2 separate regions of the Manis pentadactyla genome follow, and region 1 is linked to region 2. The links are chromatin contacts, called in public Hi-C maps. All regions are on one chromosome and are shown on one strand. The core of a region is the stretch at or near the end of the contact, and the rest is flanking DNA. Distances in the headings are between cores, read along the strand shown.

Evidence for each region. Hi-C and Micro-C count contacts between places; a contact is called where the count stands out from the background.
Region 1: a Hi-C map of skin fibroblasts shows a contact between it and region 2, with 3 times the contacts expected there. The contact joins the promoter of FOXJ3 here to the promoter of GUCA2B in region 2. A contact is called at or near these places in 2 of 3 Hi-C or Micro-C datasets (fibroblasts and skin fibroblasts).

The regions. Positions count from the first base shown.
Region 1 is chr4:32,892,640-32,896,451 of mManPen7.hap1, reverse strand. It overlaps FOXJ3 (forkhead box J3), which reads left to right and starts at 2,125. Exons shown (of 13, transcript XM_036892902.2): 1 at 2,125-3,333.
Region 2 is chr4:32,710,911-32,714,800 of mManPen7.hap1, reverse strand. It overlaps GUCA2B (guanylate cyclase activator 2B), which reads right to left and starts at 1,450. Exons shown (of 3, transcript XM_036893216.2): 1 at 1,292-1,450; 2 at 19-205. The coding sequence starts at 1,381.

The DNA of each region.
Region 1 (3,812 bases), core at 876-3,375, 180 kb before region 2:
TGGCTCCAGTTTTTAACTCTTCTGAGCCTTAACTTCATCAGCTCTAAGGATGAACATAGAAGTTCTAGCTCATAGACTTGGCGAAAGCCTTGAATGAGAGCACAGTGAAAGCACTTGCCATGTGGCTTCTACCAGCTGGGGAGTCCACCAGGTCAGAACTTTGTCTGGTTTATTTTCTACCGAAGCTCCAGCACCCAACTGTTAAGTCTGGGGAAAGGAAATCCCAGGGTGAAATACCTCTAAAACCGAATCAGTCAAAGGGAGAAATAAAGTTTAAAATCCGTTTATTGCTTACAAACTACAGTCCGGGCCCTTCTCTCTTTCCTGCCCTAGCAGAAGCAAAACTGGCCCTCCTCCTCACCTCTCAGGTACCAATAAGCCCTCCTTTGCCCAGGTAATTAACCACTGATATGGAGATGAACTTCTCTCCACCCCTGAGGAATGATGAAAATGCCTTAAAGCCATACTTTTCTTCACCCTTGAGTGCCTGTTGATATGCAGATGTACTAAAGCCCAGTGAGAGATATTCTGGAAATGTTACAATTTTACCCACAGGCTACCCCTCCAGAAATCTCACCTTAAAATTTACTCATTACCCCTCTTCCAACCAATCTAATAACATACAATAGCAACAGCAATAAAATCTTGATAATCCTCAAGCCAGAGGATTCAGCCTATGCACATTAAGTAAATGTACTTTACAGCACAATCTCTCACTAAGCACAAACTGTTTCTACACTTTACTCATTACTAACAAGCATGCTAGATTGCTCACAAAACTTTTATCAAACATTAGACAAACTCAAGCCTCTCTTCAAGCATTTTTTTCTTGACAATTATTACTACTTCCTACAGTTGTTTACTCATTCCTAACAACCATGCTAGATTACTAACAAAACTTTTACCAAACATTAGACAAAGTCAAGCCTCTCTTTAAGCATTTTTTTCTTGACAACAGCAACACAATCACGATAATTCTCAAGCTAGAGGATTCAGCTAGGTTCAAAGTCCCATGCAGATTGAGTCCAAAACTCGTCCATTCCAGCCATCATGCAGCAGCTGCAGCCAGGGGGCGCATCCAGGACACAAGGACTGTAGAAACAAATAACCGTGACTGTGGGGAATCACTTTGCTGTTATCCCAGGAATACACAGGAGGCCAGCTTCCAGGCCTTTTCCTCAAGGTGCCAAAAGAGCCAGCCATCGCCAGTCCATGTGTTGAAATGTACAGGGCCCTGTCCATATTACTCCTAATTGCTGCACCCATCCTTGCAACACATGTCCAATAAAGTGGGTGCCTTGATCACTCTCAATCACTGGCGACCTGCCATAGGCTGCAGAAACGCTCTAGGTCCCTCTTGGTGGTTTGCTGATCTGCACAACATGCAGGGCACTCCTTCAGGGCTCGGCTGACTTCTTCAAAGGTCAATGGCAAGCCCCACCGACAGGCTACAGCCCACATTGTCTTTTGCCCCGTGTGCAAAAAATGTTGACATAGCCATTGGGCCACATCAGAGGCAGGCTTTCCTTCTAGTCAGCACACTTGGGCCAATGCATCTCCTTCATTATTCTCTGGGGATGCCAAAGGCAAATGGCCAGTCACATGATATATGGTAGGTGTCTGTGCCACGCCACTCTGTAGCCTTTGGGTCCAGTCTCTCACCCACCCCGCGATGGGATAGGTGGTTATTAGCTTGGTCAGAGCTGTTCCAGCGATGGGCTCTGTAGCCAGCAGGGCGTGGTACACAGGAGTCAGGTGCTTCTCTATCAAGGTGACCTAGACCTCTGCTTCTTTCCATACTTGTGACCAGGCTCTGGCCGGTAGCAGAAGCAGCAGCAGTAGCCTTAGGCTTGGGCCACGGGCTAGGGTCGATGTGGCCAGCAGCGGTAGTGGCGCCTCCACGACCACACAAGCATAGACACACGTCCTCAGCGTGAGCGCCACTTCTCCCCATCATTTCTAGGGGCAGCCCTCCCCAAAGTCGCACCCATTATGACAGATTTCGAGTTCAAAGGAGTCCTGCCGACTGTGCCAGATGTAAGTCTGGGGAAAGGAAATCCCAGGGCAAAATACCTCTAAAATGGAAATCAGTCAAAGGGAGAAATAAAGTTTAAAATCTGTTGATATGGAGATGAACTTCTCTCCACGCCCGAGGAATGATGCAACCGCCCTAAAGCCATACTTCTTTCCATCCTTGAGCGCCTGTTGATATGCAGATGTACTAAAGCCAGGTGAGGTATTTTGGAAATGTTACAATTTTACCACACCAACATGCCGTTCTGTTTAAGTATTAGTTGAATAGTGAAGTATTGAATGAAAATATCATTGATGAATAAATGGTTGATGTTAAAAAAGCAAACAAAAAACCCTTCCTATCCACTTCCTCCAGTTTTCCTGAGACCTCTTACCTGGTCTATTTTAGCCCACAGCACTAAATACCTTCTAACGTAACCAAATAATTTTCTTGTTATGTTTATCCCCTTATTAGACGTAAGCTCCAAGACCAAAGGATATTTTCTTTCCCTTTTTCTCTCTTCTGTTCACTGATATATTCCAAGGTCTGAAATAGTGCCTGACAACCTTAGTAGCTATTGGCAAGTATGTGTTGGATGAGTGAATTTTTTAATCTTAATAATCTTGCTAAGTCTTATATAGAAAAGGAATATAGGAGTACTTTTAATTCCTAGTGCCTAGAAATGCTTGACAAATGGCAAGGTGTTCAGTGTTTGCTGAAGGAATTGGTTACTCAGCTCTTTGTCTGATCCCTGAGACTACATCAAAAAAGGTTCCCAGGGCCAGTTCACTCAGGCCTCTGTCCTTTTTCTTTCATCCAGTGAATTTCGGATTCATCTAACAAATACCTGAGTACTCATATCGAGCACCTACTGTAAGTTCAAAAGCATACTTGCTGCTATACATATGACTAATGCGAATGACAGCAATAGGTCTGAATGTAATGGTGTGAAATTACAGGACAGGCTGGCAGTGCTAATAGGAGAAAGAAATCAGTGAAGACTGACGTAGAAGTAAACTCCAAAGTTCAAAAGTTGCCCTTCTAAACGCTCCACCTGTTTATAGCAAGGACCATAGTCTGAGTAGCTACTTTAGACTCAGAAGTGCCTTTCGAATTCCTACTCCTTTAAAAAAGAAACCAAGCCTAAGACACGGTAAAGGTCTCAGCAGAGATGGGTCTAGAAACGGGGATTTGTAAAGTTCTGAAAGTAAGGGTGTCCTGATGGTCCGAGGTGCCTTCGCTGGAGCCTGTGAAACCGGAGGTGTGCCAACTTCGAAAAGCAGTCCGGTTTCCTGGAGGCCAAGGTGCCTGCAGTTATGGTGAGGAGCCGGGGGCGGGGGCAAGGTCACGAGGCGCCGTTCCCCTGGAGTACAGGCCCCTGGAATCCATGGGCAGGATCCAAAGCCGCAGGGACCTGCAGTCCTCAATTATAGAGCGGCTCCCGCGCCCCAACTCCTCTCAGTCGTCACTCTGAGGCGCAGAGACCCCATGTCGTTCAGAGCTGCGAGCAGGTTGAGCCCCGGGGAGTCCCAGGGCACTACTTGTCCCAGCGGAGGGATCCGCGCACATCTTCACCCATGACCGCGGAGGGCCCGTGACGCCACTGCCGACGTGCCGGTGGCGCAGCGACGTCGCGGGAGGCGGGGTGGTGGCGGGGGCGGCAGCGGGAGCGGGAGCAGGTCGGAAAGTAGTTCCGGGTGCGCGGCCCCGGATGTTGGCTGCTCCCGCTGCTCCCGCCGCTCACGGCGCTGCTTGGGGCCTCGGCCGTTCGCTCCAGGCGCAGTTGGGATCTTACCCG
Region 2 (3,890 bases), core at 201-2,700:
GCAGGGTGGGGCACTCACACAGCGCCTGGAAGATGCTGGCAGCTTCCTCGGAGGTGCAGACAGGCTGGAGGTCCAGCGGCAGGGCTGGGTGGTGGCACACTGAGGGCAGGAGGCTCTGGGCCTGCAGGTGGGGACTGGCCACCTGCTGCCCCTCCAGGTTACTCAGCTTCTGCACTGATTCCAGCTGGACCTGGAAGCCTTGGTACTGCGGGGAGGAAGGAGAAGAGAGGGGGGACAGCATGAAAACCTAGGCCAGGAGACCAGCGCTCCTCAGACCCCACAGAGGCTTCCTGTTCTTACGGAGAATCCAGGCCATTGGGACAGATGGCCTACGAGGTGGGAGGTGGGGCCTGGCACTGACCCTGCCCTGTGCTGCTGGGTTCTGGCACCTGGTAGATGAGGTCTGGGCTGTGGAGCACAGGGGTCAAAGGCATGGGCTCTGGGGACTGCCGGACCCCCAGTCCAAATCCCAGCTCTTCTTGACTGGCTGCCTGTGTCCTCCCCACTCTGAGCCTCACCCTCCACTCCTCCTGGGTGCCTGGTACCCAAAGCACACTCCTTGACTGGGTGATCCCCCCTGAACCAACATGGCGAAGTGGTGGCAGCCTCAAGCTGGCCAGACTCCAAGGTCAGGACTTCAGGGTGGAGGCTGACTCTCTCCTGCCTTCCCCAGGGGCCCTGCCCAGGGCCAGGAACATGACACCCAAGGCCAGCCATCCCCACTGTGCTGGCAGGCTTCCACTGCTCTTTCTAGCCTCCCAGGCACCCTGGAAGGAGCCCTGGGCCCCTGCCATCTTCTCTCTGGGCCTTTGCATACCCTGTGCCCTCTGTCTGGAGCAGGCCCTGTCCTGTTTCTGGCTGCCCCCTGCTCATCTTGTGGTATCTATCAGCTTGACTAACCTGCCGGGGAAACTTTTTCTGGTGATTGTCCCCTCCCCACCCCTACGTGGCTGAATACAGAGCTGTGGGAGCACGAAAGGAACCTCTTGCCCCTTTGGGCTCCCCAAGAGCAGGGAGCACATCTTGTTCCACGCTCTGACCTCTGACCAGGATTGGCCCTGGAGGTAGGCAGTGCTGAATAACAGCAGTTTATTATTGTTATCATCACCATCAGCATTCCAGCGGCCCCCACCCATCAGCTGTCTTGGTCCAACCCTGGACTGTGATTGGGTGTTGGGCTGAATCCTGGGCCCTGGGCTTCCCTGTAACCCACGAATTTCCCAGTGTGCCCTCTCCATCCCAGCCTCCCAGGTGGGGACCTTCAAAGGGCGGACGGGCTGGAGGGACTCACCTGGATGTAGACTGACTGCGTGTTCTGCGGCAGCACCAGGAGGACCATGGCCACCCCAGACAGGAGCCCTGACACCGTCTTGCCGCCCATGTCGTTCCTTCTGAATCCCACAGCCGCGTCACCCGGCTCCCACCAGCTTCCCTAGCAAGCAGCTCTTTATAGGCCAGGCTGCGGTGCTCTGGTCGCTCATTAACTGGCCTGGCTGGGGCGGGGTTGACAGTTGGCTGTTCTCTGGCACGCCCAGAGCCCATTTCCAGGAGGGGGTGATGAGGGTGGGAGGCACGGGGCACATGGGCAATGACCCTGAGTGTCCAGGGCTTGCTGTGGGCGGGGCTCTGGGGAGGGCCTTGGACCGCTCCACTTCCCTCTGCTCCTTGAGACACCCATGTGAATGCAATGATGGAGAGACCATTTCACAGGGAAGGTGAGGCTTCTGAGTTGAAGTGACTTGCCCCAGGTCATGGAGCTAGTCAGTGGCAGAGCAGGAGCTCAGGGCAGCCCCTTGGGCTTCCTCTGGTGAAGGGTGCAGACAGGCTGGTCCAGGCCACAGTGGGTAGATAGAGGGCTGATCTCAGGGCTCTCCACACACCCATGTATTGCCTGCCCCCTTTCTCCAGTTCCAGTTCAGGACCATCCTTCGGACCACTCCCTGCCCAGGCCCTTAACCTGCCTCAGCCTGCCATCTCCCACTGGTGCCTGGGCACCCTCAGGCTGTGTCTGACCGAGCTCACCTGTCCGTGCCTTTCAGGAGCCAAAAGCCTAACCCAGGGTAGAGGAAAGAGCACCGGCCTTAAAGACAGACTGACCTGAGTTCTGATCCTGGTCCTGCCGCAGCTGTGTGATCTTGGACACAGCGACTGTGCCTGAGTCCTGTAAGCTCTTCCATCAGATGGGCACAATGCGAGCAGCCACCGCGGAAGGCTGCTGTGGGGGTGGTGGGCCCTGGCCCACCTGAGCTCGCCCTCATCTGGTGGGTCCGGCAGTTCTAGCAGGTCCCTTAATCTCACAGTTGCCTTTGAGGCAGCACATTACCCACCACCTCCTCTGCAGCTGGAGGTCAGGTCATGGAGAAGAAGGCAAAGTCCGCAAGGGCGTTGTCACCACTGCCAGGCCAGGCAGCTGTAAACTGCCGGTGCCAGGGCTTGGCTCTGCTGGACATGGAGCCTCGCATGTGATTGGCACCCACCCAATGCTTAACACAGAATCAGAACCCAGATGGGCCAGCTGGGCATTGACGGCCCACTCTCCAACCTGTGGATAGAATTTGATGTCATCACGCTCCCCGACCAGCCTGACTTGTGTACGTCTATCGCGTCTCAGGCTCTTGCTCCTGCATTCCACCTCGCTCGAAATGTCCATCTCCCGCTTTCTTACCATGGGGTGAAATGGAAGAAGACTTGAGTGAACTTTGGGATTTCCTATGTTTGGCTTTGAATCCAGGCTTCAGCCTTTATTTAGAGTATAGAGAATTTAATGGACTCTTACATGCTTTCTCATCAGTAAACTAAAAGTAATCATCAGAAACAATAGCTCTCCTTTCTTGAATATGCACTGTGTGTGAGGCGCAATGCTGTTTTATGGTTTTATGGGCATAATCCCATTTGATTCCACCAGGAGAGGCTGTTGATTATCTCCATTTTACAGATGAGTATAAGTGGAGCAGGTTTTATCTCTGGAATTCTTGCCTCTGCTCAGCTTATGGTGCTATAGAAAAAGAAACAGAAGCCTCGAAGGCAAGGAGATCTGGATTCAAATGCACACTCCAGCACTTCTCAACCGTGTGTGACTGTGGCTATGTTACGTGCTTCTCTGAGCCTCCGTTTCTTCATCAGTGAGTAGAAGAAGTAATGACAACCTCAAGGGCCAGGAACAAATGTTTAGGTGTGGGGGCCCTTGTGGCTGCAGGTCTCTTTCTCCTCTCGGCCTTCAGTGGAGAAGCTCCTCTTGCCAGGGCCCCAGTGTGTCATTCTTTCCCTGGGCACAAGGCGCCACTTCCTTACCTGCCTAGCATGACTCAAGGTCCTACTGCAGTCCAGCTCCTCCTAATCTCTTCATGAATGACCCACAGTCCATCAAATCCAGTTCAGCCGCAGACGCAAACCCTTGCTGCCGCCGTGGATGGCCAGCCAGGTACACCGGTGCTTCCGAGGGCACCTCCGTCGTGAGGCACGTGGGGAGTGACTGTCAGGGCAGCCGGGACCCTGGTCGATGTGTGGAGGCCTTACACACGGCGGCAGAGTGGGTGACAGTTTGCCTGTGTGTGTGCCTAGGCAGCTCCTCTCTCCACACTAGCTTCCCCACTCAGTGCCCACTACAGGGCACCCCAGAACCTGGGATTCTCCCTGCCCACACACTGACCATGTCCCCAGCATTGGTCACAGCTGACGACTCTATCTTTCTTGGAATAAAACGCTGCCTCACTTGGCTTCGGGGACACATGCTTTCCAGATTTCCTGCCAGTCTGACTGGCTCATCATCACCATTTACTTTATTGGTTTTTCCTTCTCTTCCTGACTTCTGGATCTTAGAATGCCCCAGGGGCTCCCAAGCTCAGTCCTTGGACCTCTTTCCTCTGTCTAGAGTCAGCCCTTTGGTGAAC